2 separate regions of the Zea mays genome follow, and region 1 is linked to region 2. The links are chromatin contacts, called in public Hi-C maps. All regions are on one chromosome and are shown on one strand. Each heading gives the region's core, a stretch centred on a gene start, on an enhancer-like site or on the middle of the called end of the contact. The rest is flanking DNA. Distances are from core to core; before and after follow the strand shown. Region 1 holds the start of LOC100274676. Region 2 holds the start of LOC100284954.

Evidence for each region. A called contact is a pair of places that touch in the nucleus more often than the background predicts.
Region 1: a contact with region 2 is called in a Hi-C map of ear, with 2.7 times the contacts expected there. The contact joins the promoter of LOC100274676 here to the promoter of LOC100284954 in region 2. A contact is called at or near these places in 2 of 25 Hi-C or Micro-C datasets (ear and tassel).

Annotation. Positions count from the first base shown.
Region 1 is chr10:66,024,308-66,031,547 of Zm-B73-REFERENCE-NAM-5.0, reverse strand. LOC100274676 reads right to left here and starts at 4,572. Exons shown (of 5, transcript NM_001148996.2): 1 at 4,384-4,572; 2 at 3,965-4,030.
Region 2 is chr10:65,891,953-65,898,993 of Zm-B73-REFERENCE-NAM-5.0, reverse strand. It overlaps LOC100284954, which reads left to right and starts at 3,024. Exons shown (of 2, transcript NM_001372153.1): 1 at 3,024-3,562. The coding sequence starts at 3,041.

The DNA of each region.
Region 1 (7,240 bases), core at 3,323-5,822, 130 kb before region 2:
TAAGAGAGCTTCGCCTGAGTGCCAACAGGTGTGGAGCAGGACTTGCAGTCGGACATGCCAGTCCGCTTTAGGATGTCAATGGTGTACTGGCTCTGGTGGAGGGGCTCCAAGTCCTTCATCGCGAACTCCCGCTGAAGGCGACGATCGTGCGCTATAGGAGGTCGGCGGTGGACAACATGAGCACAATGTCGTCGACATAGAGCAGGAGGTAGACAGTATCATTGCCGCGCCTGTAGATGAACAGGGAGGTGCCCGACTTGGCCTCGACGAAGCCGATGGAGGCCAAGTAGGAGGCGAAGCGACTGTACCATGCTCGCGGCACCTGCTTGAGGTCGTATAGGGAGCGGTTCCGCTGGTAGACCAGATCCGGGTGAGTGGCGTCAACAAAGCCAGTGGGCTGGTTGCAGTAGACAATCTTCGTCAGTCTTCGTCAGAGTGTCGTGGAGGAAGGCATTCTTGACGTCGAGCTGATGGATCGCGCTATCCCGGGAGAGGGCGAGGAAGAGGACAGCGTGAACGGTGGCGAACTTGACGACGAGGCTGAAGGTCTCATCGTAGTCCACTCCGGGGCGTTGGGTGAAGCCCCGAAGCACCCAACGGGTCTTGTAGCTGTCGAGAGAGCTGTCCGAGGTTAGCTTGTGGTGAAAGAGCCACTTGTCGATGACCACGTTGGTGCCTGGTAGACATGACACCAGGTCCCAGGTGTGGTGGGCCAGCAGGGCCGCATACTCCTCCATAGCGCGACGCCAGTGTGGGTCGGCGAGGGCAGTGCGAACGAAGAAGAGTACCGGGTACGCGTCCAGAGGAGTGGTAGTCGTATCAGCTGCTAGGATCAGCCGGTCGACGGGGCAGAAAACGACGGCGGCGCACTGAGTCACCATCGAGTCGACGTGCCCGGGGTCGCGATGGATGGCGACCGGGTGGTACACAAGCGGCTCGGAGCGGGCCACCGGGACGTCGGGAGCCACGGGCATGGCCGGCTCGTAGCGGTGATAGACGACGGCGAAGTCGGCGAAGCGAGCCGCGCTCGTCGATGGGCCCAGGTCAGTGGGCGCCGAGGGAGTGGCGCGCCCACTGCGGTGGTAGACGTGGGTGGGGTCGGCAAAGCGGCTCGCGCTCGTCGATGGGGTCGCGAATGGCGTAGGTGTGGTCGATGGGGCTGTGTGTGGCGCAGGCGGGATCGACGGGGCGTCGCGTGGCGCAGGCAGGGTCGACGGGGCCACGTGTGGCGTAGGTGGGGTCGACGCGGCCACGCATGGCACGGGAATAGGCGAGAGCGGAGGCGTCGAGACCGCACATGGTGCGAGCAACGGCGCAAGGCAGGGTGCCTGGGCTGGAGGGGGAACCGGATCAGACTCAAGGAGGGAGTCCAGATCGGTGGGTGGGGAGGAGCCAGCAAGGGGAAACACATCTTCGTCTACGACGACGTGACGTGAGATGATGATGCGGTGGGAGACGAGGTCAAGTCAATGATACCCCTTTTGGTCAGGGGAGTAGCTAAGGAAGAGGCAGCGAGTGGAGCGAGAAGATAGCTTATGAGGAGTAGTGGCAGAAGTGTTAAGATAGCAGGCACAACCGAACATGCGAAGATGGTCATAGGAGGGGGTTGTGTCGTACAGGGCGAAGTGGGGAGTAGGGTGGCTCACCGCCTTCGACAGAAGACGGTTGAGGAGGTGTGTAGCGGTGTGCAGGGCCTCTGCCCAGTAGCTGGCAGGGAGAGTTGCCTGGAAGAGAAGGCAGCGAATCATATTGGTGGTGGTGCGAATCGTGCGTTCGGCCCGACCGTTCTGGGCAGAGGTGTAGGGGCACGAGAGACGCAACTGGACGCCATGAGTGAAAAAGAAAGAACGGGAGACGTGGTTGTCGAACTCGCGGCCATTGTCACACTGTAGGGCACGGACCGAGCGACAAAACTGGGTGGATACCACACAAATGACATGTTGCCTAGACGCTGTTTTAAAACTGAAGCTAGATTCTCTTCAAATCTTCAATGATACATCACTTTATGAGGTACATCTATCTCGTTTCTAGTTTCTACAAATTTGAAACTTATGAGGCACATCTACAATGTTTATATAAATTCACCCAACAGCTCTGCTGTTATAGAATCATTGCCTTGAAAGGAATTTCATAAAGTAATATTTAATTTCACTGACATAACTACATATGCATAGACTAGGACTTCCTATTTATACAACATCACACATTACCCTAAACATGATAGGATCACCAAAACTAGGCATGGGTGAATTCTCACTAGCTCATACCTCAATTCAGTAATCACATTGTTGGATATTTTCCATAACAATCGATAATTGCTATTTAAAAATTAATTCCAAGATTTTGCAACATAAAGCATTACCAAGTTTCAAGAGATCCTAAAAGCTAAGCAACTAACAGCTCAACAGATTACAATTTCAAACGCTGGCCTCAAAACTGTCGCCTACACGGCCGTTTAGCCCATTTACACACCTCTACACAATGGCTTGTTGATCCTGTTTAGTCCGTTTAAATGGACTTTTAGCTTGAATAAATTGATAGACGCTAGGTGATTGTTTAGTCCATTTGAACATTTACGATAACATGGCTCAAATGAAAGTAGCACAGATTAAAAAAGAATGAAGAGTGGAAAATGAACTGAGGGATTAGGTGCTGCAAAAAAATAGCACATCACAGGTTGGAAAGAATGAAGAGTGGAAAAAATATGAGGGATTATGGATCCCTCATATTTTTTCCACTCTTGCACTGCCTTTAGGGTTTAGATATTCTCATCACCTTGGCAGCCTTTCAGGGATTATGGATCCTCAACACCACAACTGCCAATCTTGGGAGACTTTCGCACAACATGCAAACAATGGAGACAAGCTTTTGAGAGTTCGTTCGGGAAAGGAACTCTTATTGCTTCAGCGATGGAAAGACTTAATCGATCGACCAGTGTTCTATTAGGCAGGAAAGGTGTCCTAGGCGGCAGCGTTTTGGCACCTAGCACCTAGAGTGACAACAGAGTACCCAGGTGTCCAACTAGCTTGTGTGGGCAGCAGCCATAGCCCATAGATGGCATATTTGTATGCAATTACAACCAGCCTTGAGTTACTCACTTCACAATGCTCATATAATCACCAAGCAACAAGTGAGTAGCTACATAGCTAATATAGACTCTAGTTGGGCCCTAGGTTGCGTAACTTTTATTTTCAAGGCATATTTTAAGTTACCAGAAATGCCAGATTTTGCAAATATAATTTCCAAAACTTCCAAGTCAACCCAAATCATAGTTTTTTGTTATTACACAGGTTTGTGATCTCAAGTTCTAAATATTTATGTTTAGATGTAAAAAAAGTTTGGTTTTAATTGCATCAACATGTTCCTATGAGGATCTGACCTACCATATTGCTTAAGTGTGTTTGGTTGCAATGACAGGACGGGACGGGATGAGACGATCTTTCAAATAAGGTTGTTTGGTTCAGAGTCAAGGGTTGAGACAGAACTATCTCAATGTTGTCCCCAGTTATTCCTGAAAATTGGAGGGATGAGAGAGGACGTCAAGGAACGTCTCTGTCCTGACTGTCCGGCAACCAAACGCACCCTAACATCGCAACAAGGGAATCAAGAGGACTGAAAAAGATTGGGCAGACTCAGGGAAAGGCATCGTGTACTGTACTCACTCAAATATGGAAGCACCACAGGAACATATGGGTTGCCTTATGAAGGCTTCATAACTGAACTTGTCAAGAAGATCACATGGTATGGACACGCATTAGGCCGTGTTCGGTTGCGTCTGGATCGAAGTGGATTGAGGGGGATTAAATCCCTCACTAATCGAAATTGAATAGAATCCTCTCTAATCCACTTTAATCCAGACGCAACCAAACAAGCTAAATAACAGTTTTATCAATAGGCGCTAGAAGAATACAGGCAGGTGAAACGCTATACAGGAACAATTTATAATCGAACGGCATTCACCTACCAGCCAAGCAGAAGCCGCACGGTTGAACAATGCTGCCACTCGTCACTTCAGCTAGAGTTGGTTTACCTGCACAACATACCAAAAAGTGGGGGAACATCACTTCGGCGTCTCGGGCACAGGTACACGCTCGTGAATGGTGGAAACAACCAGCAAACCAGCAGCATTGTCTAAAAGGAAACCGCTGAGGTCAATGCTGAGGAGAACGAGGCCCCAATCGAGGTACAGGAGGGTCACCGATTAGGTTAGCACCCCCAAAGCGAGCGAGCGCAGGGCACGTGAGTCAACCAATCTATCGGCCACAATCTGTACGGATTGGGGGCTACCGTTCGAGGGAGGGCGATTTTGGGGGGTTCGATTCAAATGCTCCGCCCCAGGAGAAGATGTGGGAGGAGAGAGTTGAAAATCAGGCCGGAGCTTACCGGATCTCCTCCGCGTGACGCCATTCCGGGGGCGCACAATGGCAGTGGGGCGGGCGGGAATTGGAGGCGGCGGTGCAGGTGGGAGAAGGAAGGGCAGGCGGCGGTGATGGTCCCCTCGGGAGTCTGGAGATGGTGCCGTGGCCCGTGGTGGTGGTGCACTGGTGTGCGAGGCTTTTGAGACCGAGACGGGGACGAGGGGACGGGGCACGCCAACGCCACGGGGGAGGGATGCTGGGACTTGGGACTTTTGGAGTCTGGTAGAGCCGTAGAGGAGAGGTCAGAGCTGTGGTTGCAGTTGCAGACTAGCAGACGCAGAGGCAGGCAGCAGCAGCCCGTGGTGGGCCGGAGAGGAAGCGTGGACCAAGGATGGTGGAGGCCCACTGCGCAGTAGAAAAGATAGCCCAGGCTGCACAGCGCATCTCGAGGATCAACCGTACAAGTACAACTGTACTACGTCCAGCCACACCCACATGTCAGCTCAAGGGTTATTTTCCGTTTTCTACGCTTCTTAATTTCCCCCCTATTTTCTGTGCTTCTGCTCTTTTTTTCGCCAAAACAAGGAAGCACTTGGAGGTGGAGGTGGAACTGTCCTGCCATAGATAAAGAAAAGAACGAGTGAAAAAGCCTGTTCGCTTTACTCCTATTCTCCTACTGTAGTAAAGTAGGACTACTGCAGTGCTGTTACAGCAGTTGTACACCTGCTACGTGTACACATCAATAGGCTATAGCCATAGTTTGATTGACCGGGCGGGATAACCCTCGCGTTTTTTATATAATATTTCAACAGTATATATATTAGTAAAATGTATGTACGTTGGTACGATTTTCATTTAATTTTTTAATATAAAAAATAAAACACAAAGACACATGTGTTTTGTTGGCTATGTGGGTCTGAACATAGGTTTGGAACTAATAACTACTAATAACTATTTGCCAGGGACGGTGGAAACAGTGTTAGTATGTTGCGACCACGCACAATTAAAATAGTTGAAAATAAAAGAATTTTCATGTGCAACTCTCTAACCCACATGGTAAAAAAATCCGCTTGAAGAACTCTCGTCTATATCTATACCACTATATAATCGCTTCGGATTAAAGCCTACTGTTTAAACTGTTGCAGCTGTAATTCATAGAGACAGCAAATCTCTACTGTTATAAAGCATCAGTTTCCATAATCGTTAAGTGTAGTGTAGGCATGTTATTCTCCCTTGTACAGGGACATGTAGCGGTGGGGTGAGCGGGGCTCGAGCCCCTGCCCCCTACCGTTGTTGAGTGCATAGAGCCCCATTGAAGACCCATTGGAGCGAAGGGGGCCGAACAGGCCTTCGTATGGACGGTGTCCGCGATCTGTCCGGCGGGGCCTGCAGGAGCGGCCTTCGTCTGTGCGGTTGCGAGGTAGGTGTCGTCGAGCGAAGGGTGGCGTGTTCGCCTTCGCCCCAACATTTGCCCTCCGAGGGGCCAGTTCGACCAAGTCAGCTGGTGTCGAAGACTACCGTGAGATGGTGAAAACGCTGCCCTCACTCGAAGTGGTCCCGTGGGGGTTTTTGAAATGTGACCGTTGATGGACGTGTTACTGTTGGACTGCGGGTTTTTCGAGGCGTCGCTCCGCGCCTATAAAAACCCGACCTCGACCGAGACCGCTACCTGCTTGAGTTTGCGTTGCAGAAACCCTAGCTTTTACAGTTGCTCGCTTGCCCTCCTTGCTCATTCTGCGCCGGAGATCTAGCCCGTATCAAGCAAACTGTGTGCCGTCGTTAACGGTACGTTGCAATGTCTTCTTCCTCGTCTGCTGCGAGTGCGTCGCCGGCCACGCCGTTGTCCGAGGAGACCTTGAGCGACTTGGCAGTGGTTGAGTTGCAGCCCGGCCACACCGTGGAGTTTGGCACCTCAAGGATTTTCTCGGCCCGCGTGCTGGAGATGCAGCGGCTGGGTTACTTTGGTAACGGTGTCGGGTGGGCCCCAGGTGCGAAAGAGGTCCCCGAGCCGGAGGGCGAGTTGATAGTTTTTAGGCCTTTTTCACTGTCGGTCTTTGCCTCACGATGCATCGGTTCGTAGTGGAGGTGTTGCGAAGGTTTGAGGTGCAAGTCCACTAGTTGACGCCGAACGCAGTGGTGGCGCTTGCGAAGTATGTTTGGGCAGTCTCCTCCTACAGCGGACAGTCATCTGTGGAGGTTTTTGCCAAGAATTATTGCTTGCACTGGCAGAAGAGAAAGATAGGTAATAAGATAGCCCAATTTGGATCATGCACCTTCACCCCGAGGACTGGGAAGACCTTGGCTGAGGTTGTCGAGATAGTCCTCTATGCTAGGAATAAGTGGGGCAACTGTGGGACTTTTGGTTCTATGTGGCCCCCGGGGATGTCGAAGGCTTGTCGAGTCTGCCTCCTGCCATCCTGTGCTCACATTGTAATGTGGAGTTTCCTCGATTCAAGGTGGCGAAAGAAGACAGAGACGAAGGGGCCCTCCGATATGCGGCCCGCCTAGGTAGCGGGGCGTGACCTGGTGGAGGAATTCATTGCCTACGGGGTGTGGCCCTTGGCACATGGTTGGACATTAGGCGAAGTGACCCCCCCGCCGGATGCCTACCCTGGGCGGCCAGATGGTGCGAAGTCCAATCTTCGCCGTGGATCTTCGCGGTCGTGACGCAGCCGCGTTTGTGCGTGATATCGAGGTCGAGGCCGTGAAAATTGTTAGGAAGTATGTGCTAAAGACGGAAACTTTAAGGAGTTGGGATATTCGCGGTTCAAACGTTAGGCTGAACCGTGTTTTTGAGTTAAACCATTTGCCGTATGGTGGTTACCCGGGAGGACTGTGCAGACGTTGTTGGCCGCCGGGGAAAACATACAATGTCAACGGTC
Region 2 (7,041 bases), core at 1,775-4,274:
CTGATCAGGGGTTCGAAGGCTGACCCCTCGGAAGGGTTCGACAGCCGCCCAGAGCACGCAGAGCGAGGGATGACTCTGGGTACGTCCGTTACATGGCCGAGGCTCGGGCTACGATCCCGAGGTACCCTAGGACATTTCCGAGACCAGCAGGAGCGATTTTGTAACGGAATCCCATCAGAGGGAGGCATCAAGCCCTCGGACCCAATCGAACGGGCCCGGGTCCGGCAAATCACCTGCAGGTACTTTTGGAGCGCGCCTCTGGGCCACTAGCCGACCCTTATCGAATGGGGCACGGGCGTCCACTCGGATCACCCGTTAGCAACTCACTGGAGACACCATGTTCGGCGCCCTCCGAGGGCAACATGGCGCTTTCCCCCCCTTCCTCCTTGCGGAAAGGCGACGAAGGGGCGTATAATAAAAGTCGAGACAGTCCTTGATCGTCCTCTCGCTCCGTGCAGAGGCTCGGGGGCTGCTCTCGTAACCCGGCTACGGCCAAACCGTTAACAGCGTCAACAAACCAGCCTAAAAACTCGAAACCTGACCATGCACCCGGGCTACAATCAGGTCGCATGAGGGAACAACCAGGCCGGCCAAGGCATCACGAAAGGCGTTAAGACCTCAGAGGAGTCAAACCACTGCTCCGAGGCCTCGGGGGCTACACCCAGCGGGTGCGCTCGCGCGCACCCACCCACAGGAACAAAGTATAACTGAGAAAGGCCAGTCCCCTCGCAAAAAATGCGGCAAAGCCTCCAAGCGAGTACCAACACTCCCTTCGAGGCTCGGGGGCTACTGTCGGGTACCGTAATTAGGGGTACCGCCAACACTCCTAAACACGGCTGGTAACCCCCATCAACACAAGCTGCAGAGACTGATGGGCACGATTCAGGTCAAGGCTTCGTCTACCCAAGGGACGCGATCTCGCCTCGCCCGAGCCCAGCCTCGGGCGGGAACTGTAGTCCCGGATGAAGTTATGTCTCGCCCAAGGGCCTCCTCAGGCAGTGGGCGCACCCTCGGCACGCCCGAGGCTCAACTCGAGCAGGCTTCGTCAAGAAGCAACCTTGGCCAAATCGCCTCTCCAACCGACCGTATCGCAGGCGCATTCAATGCGAGGATCGCCTGACATCCTGACACACGTGCCTCAGTCGGCAAGGTCGGTCACTTCGACCTTTCGCTGACCGACCTAACAGGAAAACAGCGTCGCTCGCCCCTCTCCGACTGCTGTGCCACCCGCCAGGGTGAGGCTGACAACAGCCAAGTTCAGCCTCGGGTGCAACAGGAAGCTCCGCCTCGCCCGGCCTTAGGCCCCGGCCTCGGAAGGAGGTCTCCGCCTCGTCCGACCCTAGGGCTCGGCCTCAACCTCGGCCTCAGAAGGTGGTCTCCGCCTTGCCCGACCCTAGGGCTCGGCCTCAACCTCGGCCTCGGGAGGAATCGCGTCCTCACCCGACCCCGGCCTCGGCCTCAGGAGAAGTCTCCGCTTCGCCCGACCTTGGGCTCGGACCGACCGCGCCGTGGAGGATACATCATTACCCTACCCCTAGCTAGCTCAGGCTACGGGGGAACAAGACCGGCGTCCCATCTGGCTCGCCCCGGTAACAAGTAATGATGGCTCCCCGCGTGCGTCCATGACAACGGTGGTTCTCAGCCCCCTACGGAAGCAGGGAGACGTCAGCAAGATCCCAGCAGCACCGACAGCTGTGCTTCTACAGGGCTCAAGCACTTCTCTGACGGCCACGTTTTCGCCTACGCAGGGCTCAAGCACTTCTCTGTCAGCCACGTTGGCATGTACACAGGGCTCAGGCACTTCCCTGCCAGACACGTTAGCGCCTAGCTACACCCCTACTGTACATCTGGACCCTCTCCTTGCATCTATAAAAGGGAGGTCCAGGGCCTACATGCGGGAAGGTCGCGCGGGAGAACGAGCTAACGAACAGGCTTACTCTCTCTCTCTCGCGAACGCTTGTAACCCCTACTACGAGCACACCCCCTGGTGCGAGATAATACGAGCCGCGTTTTCCCTCTTGTGTTCCATCTCGCGCCAACCAATCTGGGCTGGGACACGCAGCGACAAATTTACTCGTCGGTCCAGGGACCCCCCGGGGTCGAAACGCCGACAATAAGGAGGGCGGACTTCTTGTGGCAGTTTGCCGAAGGTGTTTATGTCTTGAGGACCTTCGACGGAGAAGAAGACCCCCAATACTACACCCCATAGAAACTATCTACCTGATACTTTTGATGACACAGAAATATTCGATAAATATTAATGCATAACGATTATATAAAAATGAACAATATATTGATCTTAATATCTCATATTTTTTTGTCAGCAACCACCGACGAGGGAAGGTAAAAACAGCGCCACGGGTGGAGTGTGGCGGCTTGTGGCTAGGGAGTCGAAGGCTAGGAGAGAGATGAGAAGTTACGGGTTAATATACGACGACAACACCGAAGAGGAAGAAGCGCTCATGAGTCTGGGAAGTTGGCGGCTAATATACGACGGTAACAGCAAGGAGAAAATGTCGTGGTGGTTACATAGTTGGTTGTATATGTAAGATGTAAGATTTATCTTATCTAGTTATTTGATGATATATAAGAGAGAAGCAGATCTACGTGCTTTGCGCGCGTTCCACGATTGCTTTGAGAGGGAGTGGAAGTTTTATTTGTAAAAATGACGATGAAGGACCAATGTCGAAACATGTGCTTGTGATTAATGTGTGGTTTATAGGAGCAGAGAAGCGAGCCGAAGCCAGAGTCATGTCGATCTGAAGGCACTTGGGCCTGCCAAAGGGCCATTTTTGTACTTGGATGGGAAGAAAATTATCGAAAATTCCCGGATCGGCTCCGTATTGAATTGCATTCAATAATGGATCAGTAGTTGAGTACACCGATGCTTTCATTCCATGGTAGTACTAGTTTGCACCCTCGCTCAACTTCCTTTATTAAGCTCCAGCTCAGCAAGTTTCAAACGTATATACACGCGGCAGTGGCACACACACAGCCAGCTGCACAAACATACGTTCTTGGATCTCAGCTCGCGCGCGCCATGGTTGTGGAGGCCAACTCAGGGAGCACGCTGGCGGCCGTCGGCGTGGCCGGCACCGGCAGCAGCATGGCCGTGCACGGCCACCAGCTTTCGACCGTGGTGCCGAGCTCGGTGACCGGGGAGGAGGTGAACTACGAGCTCGCGGACGCCGACTTGCTCCACAAGCTGCATTACGTACGCGCGGTGCACGTGTTCCGCGCGCCGACCGGCGTCGCAGCGCCTCCGCTCACCATCCGGGAGCTGAAAGAGCCCATGTTCCCGTGGCTGGACATGTACTTCCCCGTCAGCGGCCGGCTCCGGCGGCGTCAAGCGGCCGAGGGCGAAGAGGCCGCCGCGGCGGCGGTGGGGCGGCCCTACGTGCGGTGCAACGACTGCGGCGTGCGCATCGTGGAGGTCACCTGCGGCGCCACCGTGGAGCAGTGGCTGGAGGCGGAGGCGGAGCGCGGCGGGCTGTGCAAGGCGCTGGCCTACGACAAGGTGATCGGGCCGGAGCTCTTCTTCTCGCCGCTGCTCTACGTGCAGGTCTGCGTCTTGCATTCTTGCTAAATACTCTCTATTTTTGTATTTTAAAAATTAACCAGCGGTCAACAAATATTTAAAAACGGATGTAGTATATGAATATGATTTGTGGCCTCTCTCACACATCCGTTCTCACTTTCTTGCAACCCTACATAGGAAATGTACGAAGAACATATTGACATACTACATTACTACTGTCATCGCTTTTATGACTGTGACGCTATTACAACTCCACGCATAGGAAATGTGTTCACACGTTACAAAGGAGTACAAAAATAGAGGGGAAAAAAGGAAAAACACAAGAATATGAGATGGGATCATGGGATGAGTTAGTGAGAAATTATAGGATTCCAAAACACGGGAATAGATATTTTGATCCGTCTGTTAATGGAAAAATTAGTACAAAAACTTGAGATAGCATAGCAAGAGAGCGACTGAGTGAGCAAAATTTCCTTCATGTAGAAAAGATCTATTCATTTTTGAGAAATTATAATTTACTTAATAAAATATTACTTCCGTTCTCGAATATTTGTCACACTCTAATACATTTTTAAACTAAACTGCGACAAATAAAAAAGAACGGAGTGAGTAGTCTATTTGACTTGAAATTTGATATTCCACCACTTCCCAAAACTCATAGGGTGAAGTATTGGAAATAATTTTAGCTCCTATAATTTCCTATGTTTATATGCGAAATGTGTTTTGGACTTCACCCCATGTAAAGTAGTTTTTTCATGGGGTGAAGTGTTGGAAATGATTTTATGTATCAACATAATATATTTTTACTCTGTAACTTATAAAACGTATATATTGCTAATAATCGTATACAAATATATTTTGCATAAAATTATATTAGCTTAATTGATCTTTGCCTAAATTAATCTCCAAGGATTAAAATGGGGCATACTCTGATTTCCTTGCCTTTGAAAAGAAACTTAGCTAGTTAGTGTTTGGTTCCAAATCTAGTTGGGATTGAGGGGCTGCATGCTAGAGAGCGGTTCCATCCGCGAGATTTTGGAGTGCCAGATGGTTCAATGTTTGAGCATAATTTTTCTTTTTTAAGTCATTATGTCCTATATAGAACCAATCCAAACAATAGCAAACTAAGAGCGAGTTTAAACACTATGATATATACGAATCCCTTTTTTTGAATTCATTCTTTATAGATTCTTTTGAGAACCTTTTGATCCGAGCATGGGTCTCAAAAGTTTTCAATGCAATCAAAGACGTCGAAGCACGCGGAGGATGCCGCATTTGAGCGGATCATAATGTCGATACCTATTCAAACAACGGGGGGACGTTGGTGCGTATAGATGCGTTAGCCAGCACTAGTACATCTTCTTCAGTTCTCTCACGGTAGGTGTGCACTGCTGCTGTAGAGGACACCACCACCCCCATTTAAACTTCAGGCACGAGCGCTGGAACTACTAGAACTAGTGAAGTGATGAAGCGAAAGCCATACTGTTGTGTCCCTTGTCCTTTCGAGAGTACTGCTGTGGAGCTTTGGTCGGCTCCGATCCGGTTCCAATTTCAGCTTTATCTTTACCATATCTTATCTTAAAATAAATTAAGAGCTCACGAAACTATTAAGGTCTTGTTCGTTTCTACCGGATTAGTGGATCGGAACGATTCCTAACCGAATTGCTTCTCTAATTTATATAAACTTGGATTAAGTGGAACGATTCCGAGTATAATCCGACACAAACGAACCAGACCTAACTTTTGCTTCACTGGTTCCGACTCTACGCAAAGCAGGAAGAAGCCAGATCCGTTTGAGGCAGTCTAGTGAGCTCATGAGAAAATAGCACTACCGTACGTAAGCCTTTGTACTAGAAAAATGTAATTCTAGATTTAATTAGACGCAAACTACCATTTCAGTATTATATATAATATATATTTTTTTATAAAAATTGGTCCATCTTAAGATATCCTGACCTAGACCAAAGTTGAAATTGCATTCGTTCTACTCACTCCATCAACAAATGTTTGTCGCTATGTGTCGGGGACCATAATTAGGGGTACCCTCAAGACGCCTAATTCTCAGCTGGTAACCCCCATCAGCATAAAGCTGCAGAGGCCTGATGGGTGCGATTAAGTCAGGGATCAGTCCATACGAGTGACTCGATCACGCTTCACCCGAGCCTAGCCTCGGACTCGGGCAGCCGACCTCGAGGGACTTCCGTCTCGCCCGAGGCCCCCCTTTTAACGGCGGACACATCTCCGGCTCGCCCGAGGCCTTGGCTTCGCTAAGAAGCAACCCTGACTAAATCGCCGCACCGACTGACCGAGTTGCAGGGGCATTTAACGCAAAGGTGGCCTGACACCTCTATCCTGACGCGCGCCCCCCGGCAGAGCCGAAGTTACCGCCGTCACTCCGCTGCTCCACTGACCGGTCTGACAGAAGGACAGCGCCGCCTGCGCCACTCCGACTGCAGTGCCACTCGATAGAGTGAGTCTGACAGGCAGTCAGGCCTCGCCAGGGGCGCCAAAGAGAACTCCGCTCCGCCCGACCCCAGGGCTCGGACTCGGGCTAAGACCCGGAAGACGGCGAACTCCGCTCCGCTCGACCCCAGGGCTCGGACTCGGGCTAAGACCCGGAAGACGGCGAACTCCGCTCCGCCCGACCCCAGGGCTCGGACTCGGGCTAAGACCCGGAAGACGGCGAACTCCGCTCCGCCCGACCCCAGGGCTCGGACTCGGGCTAAGACCCGGAAGACGGCGAACTCCGCTCCGCCCGACCCCAGGGCTCGGACTCAGGCTAAGACCCGGAAGACGGCGAACTCCGCTCCGCCCGACCCCAGGGCTCGGACTCGGGCTCGGCCCCGGAAGACGACGAACTCCGCCTCGCCCGACCCTAGGGCTCGGACTCCGCCCTGGCCTCTGCCGAACGACTTCCGCCTCGCCCGACCCAGGGGCTCGGACTCGGCCTCGGCAACGGAAGACAGATTCGACCCCAGCTTCGGAGGAGCCCCCACGTCGCCCGGCCTCGGGCGCGGGCCCGCCACGTCAACAGGGAGCGCCATCACCACTCTACCCCGAGCCGACTCGGGCCGCAGAGAACAAGACTGGTGTCCCATCTGACCAGCTCCGCCAGATAGGCAATGATGGCGCCTCCCAAGCTCCATGACGGCGGCGGCTCTCCGCTCTCTTACGGAAGCAGGTGGACGTCAGCAAGGGCTCGACCGCTCCGACAGCTGTCTTTCCGCCAAGTTCCGTTGCTCCTCCGACAGCCACGACATCACGCCAGCAGGGTGCCAAGATCTCTCCGGCTGCCACATTGGCATGTACTTAGGGCGTTAGCTCTCCCTCCGCTAGACACGTAGCACTCTGCTACACCCCTTATTGTACACCTGGATCCTCTCCTTACGACTATAAAAGGGAGGACCAGGGCCTTCTTAGAGAAGGTTGGCCGCGTGGGACCGAGGACGGGACAGGCGCTCTCTTGGGGCCGCTCGCTTCCCTCACCCGCGTGGACGCTTGTA